Regions from separate parts of the Macaca mulatta genome. Here region 1 is linked to region 2. The links are chromatin contacts, called in public Hi-C maps. All regions are on one chromosome and are shown on one strand. The core of a region is the stretch at or near the end of the contact, and the rest is flanking DNA. Distances in the headings are between cores, read along the strand shown.

Region 1 (6,476 bases), core at 1,973-4,472, 84 kb before region 2:
CCCACCACCAGGGTCACGCTGTTCCTCGGGCCTCTATACTTCTGCTTTCTGGCCAGAGGCGGCCCCAGTAGCCACCTCCTAACGGGTTAAGACCCGGGGCCGGGAAGAACAGCCACTTGAAATTATCTTCTCCAAGACTCAGCCCTACTGGGCCCTACCTGTGCATACCAGGCAGGGCTGCATGGATTAAGGCCCAGGGCTTGGTGTCCAACGGGCCCAGATCTCACTGCACCCCAGCACCCCAGCCAGCACAGCCCCCAAGCCTGGAGGAAGAGGAGGCAACACTCCACCTTCATGGCACTCCCTGGCAGGTGACAGCAGCTGGCCCTGACATGGAGGGGTGCCTGGCAAAAGGGCCCCCCCAAGCCCCTAGGCAGAAAGATCCAGCAGACCAATTTGTCTCTTTATTCCCATAAGGCAGCCAGGGGTGGGGGCGCCGAGCCAAGCCCAGCGGGCCACGGGACCTTCCTCCGGCGGGGTGCACGCTGGATTTTCGGGTCTGCCTCACCAGGAGCTGGTTTGCAAGCAGGCCGTCATGGGTGCCGGTGGAAGGCTCCGAGGGCGTGGGCAGGGGGCTCGGGCGGGGCCACACACTTGTGGAGCTAGAAATAGTGGGGCAGGTCCTTCTCTATCACCTGTCGGGGAGAAAAGCTGGGTCAGGGCAGCTAGCTCCCGAGCCGCTGCCCCAAGCAGGCTCCCTAGAGAGGACCTACCAGGGGTTCCTCCATGGGTCCGTACCGCTTCACCACGCAGCCGTTCTTGTCAATGAGGAACTGTGGAGAGACAGTGTCTGAACTGTGGGGCACCGTGGGTGTGGCCCCCTGCAAGGGGCTGAGGCTGCCCTTCCTGCCCGCTGCCCATGTGGGCCAGGGCTGTGGCCGGGGGGAGCTGGTCCCCTACCCCCCACAGCCCCCTTACCTTGGTGAAGTTCCACTTGATGGCACTGGAAAAGAAGCACATGGGTGTAAGCGTCCCCAGCAGCCCCCCACGGGCCCACTAGCCATCCTGCCTCCAGGAGGCCACATGGACATGAGTGTCCCCAGCGGCCCCCCACGCCTCCCCAGCCATCTTACCCCAGGAGGCCACGCAGTGTGAGAGTCCCAGCAGCCCCCCACAGCCCCCTGAGCCATCCTGTCCCCAGGAGGCCACACAGTGTGAGAGTCCCAGCACCCCCACCTCAACCGCCCCCTGAGCCATTCTGCCCCCAGGGAGGTGTGCACATCCCAGCAGGCCCCCACACAGCCCCCCCAACCCCGCAGCTGTAATGTCCCCAGAGGTCACGCACTTTCCCAGGATGCCCTTGCCCTTGGGCTGGATCTTCATCCACTTCCACAGCGGGTGGGCATCGTCCCCGTTCACGCATATCTTGCTGAACATATCGAATTTGACGTTGTAGCCCGCGGCGAACTCTTTGATCTCTTCGTTACTCCCTGGCTCCTGTGGTGGCCAAGGTGTGCTTGAGTGCGTCGGGGGCCCCCGCACACTCCGAGGCCCTCTCCAGGCCGGAGCCCACCCTGACCCCCACCCATCGGCCTCTGCAAGGCCACAGCCCACCCCCACCCACCGGCCTCTGCGGGCCCCGGGAACGCAGCAGCCGCCCACCTGCTTCCCGAACTGGTTACATGGGAAGGCCAGGATCCGCAAACCGCACTCAGCGTATCGGGCGTGCAGGTCGACGAGCTGAGTGTAGTTCACTTCGGTCTTGCCTCACTGGGAGGCCACGTTGGTGACGATGCACACGAACCCCCTGCAAGAGTCGGCGGGGGTCAAGCGCAGAAGACCAGGGCCCCCTCCCAGGCCCCGGCCATGCGCCCCACCGCAGGCGAGCGCCCACCGGTACTTGTCCAGGTTAACCATGTGCCCGTCGATGTCTTTCGCGGAAAACTCGTGCATGGAGCGCGCACAGCGCCAGTCGTCCCGGGACGCGCACTGCAAGGCAAAGGGGGCTGAGCAGGGAGCATGGACGGGAGGCCGAGCCGGGGGCCCTGGGGCAGGAAGGGATGCGGAGCGGGTCGGTGGCGGGGACACCGGAGCCCTGGGGCCCTGAAAACCTGAACGCTCCTCCTCCTCAAACGCACACGCCTCCTTGTGCCTCTGGTCCCGTTTTACCGGAAACCCGGAGACCGAGAGAAGGTTCCAACCCCAAAAAGTGCCACAGCAGCAGGTGTGAGGGCCCCGCGCGCACCGGGTCCTGGGATTCGGGACATTCGTGGATCTCCGGTCCCAAGCTGCGGGGACAGGGCTCCTTCCGCCGGCGCCGCGCCCTCCTGCGCCTGCACGCTGGGGCCTTCCGCCGTCGAGGGGCTCGCGGCCGCCGTCTGCCCCGGCTCTGGCACCGCTGCCTGCGGCGCCTGGAGGAGCCTGCGCCCGCGCGGCCCATACCCGCCCGTCTCCCGCCCCGCCTGGCTCCCCCACCCCGAGCGCCGCTGCCGGGGACAAAGGCCCGGAGGCCGAAGTCAGGACTGTGCGACTGTGACGCCACCAAGCTAGGCCAAGCCGCGGGGGCGGGGCGGCGCCCGGGGGCGCGTGATCCGGGGTTTCCAGCCCTCTGCACCCACAACCGCTCGGGCGCAGCAGCCCCGCTCGGCCCGGAGACACCCACCCGTGGCCCCCAACGGCCCAGCTCCGCCCCAGCCGTCCCGGACCCCGCCCCCTGCAAGCCGGGACCCCGACCCCGGCGCGCGCGCCCGCAACGGCTTCGACGGCCGCTTCCCCGACCCCGACCCGCGCGCGTGGAACAGCCCCTTCCACTTCCCCGACCCCAGCCCGCGCGCTCGCAACGGCCTGGACAGCCCCTTCCCGGACCCCGACCCGCGCGCATTGAACAGCCCCTTCCCCTTCCCCGAACCCAGCCCGCGTGCCCGCAACGGCCTGGAGGGCCACGGAGCGCGTCGCAGTGCGGTCACCCGCGTCCGCGCCCGGCCGGGGGTGGGGAGGGGGAGCCACCCAGACGCCCCCCACCAAGGTCACGGGAGCCCGAGGGTTCCCCGCGCCGGCGAGCGGAGACGGGGATCGCGCGCCCGCCCCAACGGTAACCGGGCAGGCAACAGCCTCGGCGCCCGCTCACCATGGTACCGGCGAGGCCGGGCGCGGCCAGAGCCCCACAGAGCAGCGCTGGCTTCAGCAGGCGGCAAAGGCGGCCGAGGTTCATCGCGGCGGGCCTGGGAGCCAGCGGCTCCTCCCCTCGTCCAGCCGACCAATGGACGCGCGTCGGCTCTCCGCACCTCCCCTCCCACGGCCACGCCCTCCGGAGCGCTCACTGGTCAGCCGCGTCGGTGTTGAGCCCTCGCGCCGATGCCAGCCAATGGGAGGCCGGAAGGGGAAAAAGGCGGGGAAGGGGGCGGGACCGGACGTGCGAACTGTTGTCGGCGACTGCGCATGCTCGCTTGCGCGCAGGCGGCCGCGTCTACGCAGGCGACGCGTTGGGAGGCAGCGCACGGTACTCCGGATGGTTGACCGCAGCGCGGCGGCAGGCCAGACAACTTGAGAATGCTACTTAAGACTCGTCGAGGGCGTTTCTCCAACTGGCAGAAAAGTCTCCCCAACTCGTTTACCTTTTTTTTTTAAGAGACGGGGTCTTGCTGTGTTGCCCAAGCTAAAGTGCAGTGGCACGATCAGGGCACACTGCAGCCGCGACCTCCCAGTCTCAAGCGAACCTCCCGCCTCTGCTTCCCGAGCAGCTGGGACAACAGGCTCATCCCAGCTCATCATCACCATTCCTGGCTAATTATTGTAAAGACATGGGTGTCTCACTATGTTGCCTAGGCTGGTCTCAAACTCCTGACCTCAAGTGATCCTCCAGCCTCAGCTTCCCAAACTGCTGGGATCACAGGTGTGAGCCACAGGCCCGGCCGGGATTTGCCTTTTTTTTTTTTTTTTTTTTTTTTTTGAGACAGAGTTTTGCTCTTTTGCCCAGGCTGGAGTGCAGTGGTGCGACCTCGTCTCACCACAATCTCCGCCCACCGGGTTCAAGCGATTCTCCTGACTCAGCCTCCTGAGTAACTGGGATTACAGGAGCGAGCCACCACACCCAGCTAATTTTTTTGTATTTTTAGTAGAGACAGGGTTTCACCATGTTGGCCAGGCTGATCTCAAACTCCTGACCTCATGTGATGTGCCCACCTCGGCCGCCCAAAGTGCTGGGATTACAGGTGTGAACCACCGCATCCGGCCGAGGGATTTGCCTTTTTAATGTAAATGAAACCAAACTGAGGTCTGCTCCTCATCACAGTCCCATCTTATGAGGGTGCCCAGAGAGGGCATGGGGGTGTCCCTGCCCTCACTCCTGCCGTGGGCACAGGGGTGTCAGTGACTCCCCACCTCTGGGTCTGGTTGCCAAGCCGCTTACATAACATGTGGGCACTGGGACCTGAGAGTCATGGAGACAGTTACCATTTAACTGAGAACCTGGAGTTTCCTGGGATCCCACCCCAGAGACAGCTGCCCACGCAGGGACGCGCGGTGTGTACTCAGAAAATAAACACAAGTCTGGAGGGTTTTCTTACGCTTCTAACATTACGAGGTGTGGGCACACCCAGAGCCCATACCACCCCACATCTTGGCTTCCAACTCTGTTTTTCACTTTGTGGCTTGGACATTTGGCAACAGAGACACTCATCTCATACTTGGGAACTGAGTCACCGTGATTAGACTTTGACCCCTGTACAGACAGGGGTTTGGAATGTGTGTGTGTGTGTGTGAAGGAGTCTTGGTCTGTTACCCAGGCTGGAGTGCAGTGTCTCCATCTCAGCTCACTGCAACCTCTGCCTTCCGGGTTCAAGCGATTCTCCTGCCTCAGTCTCCTGAGTAGCTGGGATTACAGGCGCGTGCTACCAAGCCCAGCTAATGTTTGTATTTTTAGTAGAGACAGGGTTTCACCATGTTGCTCAGGCTGGTCTTGAACTCCTGACCTCAGGTGATCCACCTGCCTCAGCCTCCCAAAGTGCTGGCATCGCAGGCGTGAGCCACTCTACCTACCCTGCCTAGATTTTTATGTTGCCTTCAAGGTCTTAACGTTTTCTGACCCTGCATTGAGTAAATTTTTTCAGAGACAGATTCAGGGCTGGGTTGATTTGGGGTGGGACCTATGAGCCAGTCCCCGCCACTGCCCCCGACTCAGGCCTGCTAGATGCAGCACAGAGGCCTTGTAGATGGAGTTGAGTGGCAAAGGCAGTGAAGCAAGGATCCCTGAGCTGGGCTGGCAGAATCCAGGTCTTGCATAAGCCTGTTCACATGGCTTTGCTCCCGCCCAGCCCCCAGAGGCCGAGTTCTTGGAGTCAACCCCCATTGTCTCACTTCTCAGGAAACCCCCCCATTTCCTCCCGCCCTGGCAGTGCCGGGTGACAGGGCCACACTGGCGAATCTGTTCCTGCCCTTGCAGAGGCTCAGCTGTTTGCAATGTTGCCAGAGTTGTTTTCCATAAGTTGGTTGCAAACGTGTGCGCTGAAACCGGTGTTTATCTCAGGGTTGCCAGAAAAACAGCTCAGCACCCACAGCTCGGCGGAGAAACCTTATCCCGTTCCTGACTTCCTGCCAGTTGTGATAAGGGCAGAAGTGGGCAAAACACGGGGTCGTGACCTCGGATCTGAGAACGGGCTCCCAGGTTCTGAGAGATTTGCCCTGGGGGTTTCTCAACTTTTCCCAGAGTGACCCCATTTCACAAACAGGGAAATGAAGACTTGGGGACCTCTCAAGACCCCAGCAAGGCTTCCCTGTGAGGGCGGAAGTTCTTGAGTGTCCCTGCAGGAAGCTGTGTTGCCATAGATCTTTCTAGAGCAGCCCCTGGCACCAGGAAGGACTGGGGCAGGGGCTGTCCTGTGGCTTGATTTCTTTTTTAAAAACTTTTTGGGCCGAGTGCGGTGGCTCACGCCTGTAATCCCAGCACTTTGGGAGGCCGAGGCGGGCGGATCACAAGGTCAGGAGATCGAGACCATCCTGGCTAACACGGTGAAACCCCCTCTCTACTAAAAAAAATACAAAAAATTAGCCAGGCGTGGTGGCGGGCACCTGTATTCCCAGCTACTCGGGAGGCTGAGGCAGGAGAATGGCGCGAACCCAGGAGGCGGAGCTTGCAGTGAGCCGAGATCGCGCCACCGCACTCCAGCCTAGGCGACCCAGCGAGACTCTGTCTCAAAAAAAAAAAAAAAGAAACTTTTTGGCTGGGCACAGGGGCTCACGCCTGTAATCCCAGCACTTTAAAAGGCTGAGGTGGGTGGATCATGAGGTCAGGAGATGGAGACCATCCTGGCTAACACGGTGAAACCCCATCTCTATTAAAAATACAAAAAATTAGCTGGGCGTGGTGGCGGCGCCTGTAGTCCCACTACTCAGGCAACTGAGGCAGGAGAATGGCGTGAACCCAGGAGGCAGAGCTTGCAGTGAGCCAAAATCCTGCCACTGCACTCCAGCCTGGACGACAGAGCAAGACTCTGTCTCAAAAAGAAAAAATTGGGGGCTGGGTGCGGTGGCTCACATCT
Region 2 (6,148 bases), core at 2,736-5,235:
GGGCGCGGTGGCCGGTGCCTGTAATCCCAGCTACTCGAGAGGCTGAGGCAGGAGAATGGCGAAACCGGGAGGCGGCGGCCGGGCGCGGTGGCTCAAGCCTGTAATCCCAGCACTTTGGGAGGCCGAGACGGGCGGATCACGAGGTCAGGAGATCAAGACCATCCGGGCTAACACGGTGAAACTCCGTCTCTACTAAAAAAATACAAAAAAATTAGCCGGGCGAGGTGGCGGATGCCTGTAGTCCCAGCTACTCGGGAGGCTGAGGCAGGAGAATGGCGGGAACCCGGGAGGCGGAGCTTGCAGTGAGCTGAGATCCGGCCACAGCACTCCAGCCTGGGCGACAGAGCGAGACTCAGTCTCAAAAAAAAAAAAAAAAAAAAAGAAACCGGGAGGTGGAGCTTGCAGTGAGTTGAGATCGCGCCACTCACTCCAGCCTGGGCGACAGACTCTGTCTCAAAAATAATAAATAAATAAATAAATAAATAAATAAATAAAAATAAATATAAAAATCCGGGTGGTTCATGCATGTAATCCCAGCACTTTGGGAGGCCGAGGCAGGCAGATCACTTGAGGTCAGGAGTTCCAGACCAGCTTGGCTAATATGGCGAAACTCCGTCTCTACTAAAAAAACAAAAATTAGTTGGGCATGGGGGCACATGCCTGTAATGCCAGCTACTGAGGAGGCTGAGGTGGGAGGAATCACTTGAACCCAGGAGGCGGAGGTTGTAGTAAGCCGAGATCGCGCCACTGCACTCCAGCCTGGGCGACACAGTGACACTCCATCTCAAAAACTAATAATAATAAATTATTAAAAAGTTTCCGGTACAGCTGGGCGCGGTGGCTCACGCCTGTAATCCCAGCACTTTGGGAGGCCGAGGCGGGTGGATCACAAGGTCAGGAGATCGAGACCATCCTAACACGGTGAAACCCCGTCTCTACTAAAAAAAAAATACAAAAAATTAGCTGGGCGAGGTGGCGGGCGCCTGTAGTTCCAGCTACTCGGGAGGCTGAGGCAGGGGAATGGCGTGAACCTGGGAGGCGGAGCTTGCAGTGAGCCGAGATTGTGCCACTCACTCCAGCCTGGGCAACAGAGCGAGACTCTGTCTCAGAAAAAAAAAAAAAAAAGTTTCCGGTACAGTCTCCTGTCAGGCAGTGCCGGCTCTCAGGAGACCTTAGCTCTGGCCCAACCCATGCCCAGGAAGACAGAGCTGGCACAGGCTGACCCCCAACCCAGATTCCCTGTATGAGCCGGCACAAGCGGACCCCCACACCCTGTTTCGCTATATGAGCAAGTACAGGACAGAATGAGAGGCTTGGGGCTGGAGGAACATGGAGGGAGAGTTGGGGCTCTGTTGGAGGAATCAAGGAAAGCTGCATGTAAGAGGAGGCAAGGGAGATGGGGTTTTGAAGCATGAGTAGGAATTTGACACATTTTATTTTATTTTATTTTTAGTAGAAATGGGATTTGGCCATGTTGGCCAGGCTGGTCTCAAACCCCTGACCTCAGGTGATCCACCCGCCTCAGCCTCCCAAAGTGCTGCGATTACAGGCGTGAGCCACTGCAGCTAGCCGACGAATCTCATTTTAGATTAGTGCTGACCATTTCTGTTATTTTGAGACGAAGGAAATTTTTAATGTGGCACTGTCTACTACTGTAGCCACTGGCCACGGGGCCGCCGAGCACTGGAAGTGTGGCTGGTGCCATCAGGGAAGCAAATACATTATTTTATTTTATTTTATTTATTTTATTTTATTGAGACAGAGTCTCTCTCTCTGTCACCCAGGCTGGAGTGCAGTGGCACGATCTCGGCTCAACTACAAGCTCTGCCTCCCAGGTTCACGCCATTCTCCTGCCTCAGCCTCCCGAGTAGACTCCCGAGTACAGGCGCCTGCCACCACGCCCAGCTAATTTTTTACAATGTTTTAGTAGAGACGGGGTTTCACCCTGTTATCCAGGATGTTCTTGATCTCCTGACCTCAAAAAATGTTTTAAAAAATTAGCTGAGAGGCCGGGCGCGGTGGCTCACGCCTGTAATCCCAGCACTTTGGGAGGCCGAGGCGGGCGGATCACAAGGTCAGGAGATCGAGACCACGGTGAAACCCCGTCTCTACTAAAAATACAAAAAATTAGCCGGCCGTGGTGGCGGGCGCCTGTAGTCCCAGCTACTCAGGAGGCTGAGGCAGGAGAATGGCGGGAACCCGGGAGGCGGAGCTTGCAGTGAGCCAAGATCGCGACACTGCACTCCAGCCTGGGCGACAGAGCGAGACTCCGTCTCAAAAAAAAAAAAAAAAAATTAGCTGAGAATGATGATGCATGCCTGTAATCCCAGCTACTTGGGAGGCTGAGGTGGGAGGATTGCTTGAGCCCAGGAGGTGGAGGCTGCAGTGAGCCATGATCATATCCCTACACTCCAGCTTGGGTGACTGAGTGAGACCTTGTCTCTAAAAAATAAAAATTAACAGGTCAGGCGCCATGGCTCACGCCTGTAATCCCAGCACTTTGGGAGGCCGAGACTGGCGGATCACGAGGTCAGCAGATGGAGACCATCCTGGCTAACACAGTGAAACCCCTTCTCTGCCAGGTGGGGTGGCTCACGCCTGTAACCCCAGCACTTTGGGAGGCCGAGGCAGGTGGATCACGAGGTCAGGAGTTCAACCCTGTCTCTACTAAAAATATAAAACAATTAGCTGGGCGTGGTGGCGGGCGCCCGTAATCCCAGCTATTCAGGAGGCTGAGGCCGAGAATTGCTTGAACCCAAGAGGCGGAGGTTGCAGTGAGCCAAGATCACGCCACTGCACTCCAGCCTGGGCGGCAGTGAGACTCTGTGTCAAAACAAACAAACAAAAACCAAAACTTTTTTTTGGGTGGGCTTGGTGGGTCACACCTGTAATCCCAGCACTTTGGGAGGCTGACGCTGGCAGATTGCTTGAGCTCAAGAGTTCAGACCATAGGCAACATGGATCTACAAAAAACCCTGTCTAGACCGGGCGTTGTGGCTCATTCCTGTAATCCCAGCACTTTGGGAGGCTGAGGCGGGCAGATCACCTAAGGTTGGGAGTTCGAGACCAGCCTCACCAACATGGAGCAACCCAGTCTCTACCAAAAATACAAAATGAGCTGGGCGCGGTGGCGCATGCCTGTAATCCCAGCTACTTGGGAGGCTGAGGCAGGAGAATCGCTTGAACCCGGGAGGCGGAGGTTGCAGAGAGCCGAGATCGCGCTTCTGCACTCCAGCCTGGGTGACGGAGCGAGAATCCGTCTCAAACAAAAAAAACCCAAAAACAGAAACCGTAGTATCCTCTTATGTAGGCAGGAGGGACTCAATACGTGCCCCTGAAGAGCATTTACTTACTGTTGCCCGAGGGCTACAGGGGCAGGTGCTTGAGTGGGGACGGCCAGATTGTCCTATCGCCAACCTCTGGTGCCAGGGGAGATGGACATCCGGGGAGTCCGGGGAAGGGAAGCAAAACGAGCTGACCAGCTGCGGACTATAAGCAAAAATATGGAACGCTTCACGAATTTGCGTGTCATCCTTGCGCAGGGGCCATGCTAATCTTCTCTGTATCGTTCCAATTTTAGTATATGTGCTGCCGAAGCGAGCACGACTCAAAAGTTCCAGCTACGGTTATTTAAAGGCCTTCAAACTAATTACCTTACAGTTAGGAGAACTTATGGTCAGTCTTATGTTTAGCATAACTTCCTACAGTTGTATATTGCCAAATAAATTCTCTGCTTGCACTTACTTTGAGTGTCTTCCGTCACGCAAAATCCCATATTTTATCAAAATTTTACCGTCTTATACTGGCCTCCTAGACGCGGTGGATTGTGGGTGCAATATGCAAAAGTGGTGGGCCGGATGTAGCCTCGCCCCCTGGCGCAGGCCAGGGCGGGGATGAAGCTTCCCCGGGCGGCCGCTGGTATCCCAGCGTTCCCTGCAGGCGCAGGGGGGCCGCTCTTGCCCGGCGTGGCGACTCGCTAGCGTCAGCAGGGCCGCAGCAGGACGAGGAGGCGGAAGATGGCGGCAGCGGCCGGGCGGCCGTAAGGAGCGCGGCGGCGGTAAGGGCGGCCGATGGCGGCCGGGAGGCGCCCTCGGACACCTGCGGGCCGTTAGGGCGCGACGCTGGGCGGCATGTCGGAGCACGCGGCGCCCGGAGCTCCGGGGCCCGGGCCCAACGGCGGCGGCGGCGGCCCGGCCCCTGCGCGCGGGCCTCGCACCCCCAACCTCAACCCCAACCCCCTCATCAACGTGCGCGACCGGCTGTTCCACGCGCTGTTCTTCAAGATGGCTGTCACCTATTCGCGGCTCTTCCCGCCCGCCTTCCGCCGTCTCTTCGAGTTCTTCGTGTTGCTCAAGGTGACCGCGGCGCCGACCCCCGACCCTTGACCCCAGCGCCCGGCCTGACCCCCATGTCTGCGACCTGCGACTGCGGCCCCTGGCCTCGCTGGGGACACCGAGCGCCACCCTGCACCCCGAGGCCTAGATCCGACCCTACCGGTTAGGGTCCTCCCTCGCGACCTCTGACCCTGGGATTGGCCAGGGACACCGTCTCGTGACCCCATCCCGCCCGGGGACGTACACCCGGGAAGGCCGGTTGCCACTGCACTAGAAGCCGCTGTTCTCTGGAAACCTCCATCTCAGCCCCCTCCAGGGACCATCCTGTCCCCGGCGACCGCCTTTCCCAGGTCCCTATCTACCCAGGCTTGGAGCCCGGTCCTGGCCTGCGACGGAGCACCTCCCGCCCTTTGACCCCTGACTCTGCCGCCTGTGACCCTCAGTCCCCAGGCCTCTTTCCACTCCCCGTGTGCTGGCCCAGAACCCAGTCTGACCCAGGGCTCCCTTGGACCAGCCCCAGTCCTGGAAGTCCACTCCCCACTCTTCCTCCTGGTGGGGCTCTCTCCCTCCTTGTAGGCTTCCACCTGCCCCCACCTCGTTCCCCTCTCCTGAGCCTCAGGAGAATGTGACTTAGCTGAGGTCACCTCCCTAGGGTTAGCGGCAAAGTCACCGGCAGCAGCGTTCCAGCCCATCCCCGGCCTCCTCCGCTTGGTCCCCATCCCCTTCCTGACCCAGGAGTTCAGGTCTGTCTCCCGTGCCTCCTGTATGAGGCACCGACCTCTGCGTCTTGGCCTCTGTCCCCCTCCTGCCCTTCTCAGATGGCACAGAGGTCTCAGCCATGCAGGACTGGCCTGAGTCCCTCTGAGAAGGAGTCTGTCTTGGGTGACAGGAGGGGCTCAGCAGCAGGTGCAGCCACTCAGAAAACAAGTTGGCCGGGGTCCTGGACCACCTGGGGAAATGGAGACATGGCCGTTTTTGTTTTGCATCAGAACACCGCAGTGCTGGGGCTTGGGGGGTGCTGAACTTGCGCCGTGAGCTTTTTGGAGCTAGTCTGCAGAGAGGGGGCTGACTCTGGCGGGCCAGGCCTGTTGGTCAGGAGCCGGCTGCTCTTTTGGGCTCAGCAGGTGGAGCTGGAGCTTGGCCGTCCTGCAGACCTGCGTGTGGGTCCCAGCCTACCGCCGCCTCAAGGGAGGCCCCTTAGCCTCCAGATCTGTGGCCTCCCCAGGCCAGAGCTCAGCCCGTCATCCTTCCCACCTTCTTCCTCCCTGCAGCCCCCCAGAGTGGCGTGGTTGCCTCTGGGCATCAGAGCAGGACTGTGAAGGGTTACTCGGGCAGGCGGCCTTTCCCTGCTCTGGGGTCCACAGACGGGACCTGAAACTGTGGACGGAGGCTGGTCTGTGGACGTGGGTTTTCCTTCCATGGAGTAGCCTGGGTCCAGGATGGAGCCGCTCTGTCCTTAGCTTTGTGGAGGATGTGTGCTGGGTGCCAGGCCAGGTGCCCCCGACAGAGCTCAGCCTCCCTGGGAGGTGCATCCCTGTTGCCTGGGCTTCCGTCCCACCACGTCCCAGTTTGGAAAGGGATCAAGCCTACCCAACTCTATCTCCAGGCAGGTGCCACTCACAGGTGGTCAGATGGGGCTGGGCCAGAGCTGGAGGTCCCCCCTCTCCTGTGGAGGGTGGAGATTCTGGGGAGGTTCTTAGCGCCCCCCATCCCTCCTCTCTCAGCAGGGGGCTCTGGGCTGCGAGATCTCTGGGTGGTGATTTTTTTTTTTTTTTTTGAGATGGAGTCTTGCTCTGTCGCCCAGGCTGGAATGC

What was found. Hi-C and Micro-C count contacts between places; a contact is called where the count stands out from the background.
Region 1: a contact with region 2 is called in a Hi-C map of fetal cortex germinal zone, with 4 times the contacts expected there. The contact joins the promoter of GPX4 here to the promoter of TMEM259 in region 2. A contact is called at or near these places in 2 of 14 Hi-C or Micro-C datasets (cortical neurons and fetal cortex germinal zone).

The regions. Positions count from the first base shown.
Region 1 is chr19:1,764,037-1,770,512 of T2T-MMU8v2.0, reverse strand. GPX4 (glutathione peroxidase 4) reads right to left here and starts at 3,222. Exons shown (of 7, transcript NM_001118889.2): 1 at 3,068-3,222; 2 at 1,835-1,929; 3 at 1,603-1,747; 4 at 1,286-1,437; 5 at 919-943; 6 at 714-773; 7 at 383-635. The coding sequence starts at 3,151. The coding sequence ends at 603.
Region 2 is chr19:1,681,008-1,687,155 of T2T-MMU8v2.0, reverse strand. It overlaps TMEM259 (transmembrane protein 259), which reads left to right and starts at 3,985. Exons shown (of 10, transcript XM_077978754.1): 1 at 3,985-4,355. The coding sequence starts at 4,131. LOC114674230 (U6 spliceosomal RNA) reads right to left here and starts at 3,604; the gene lies at 3,498-3,604.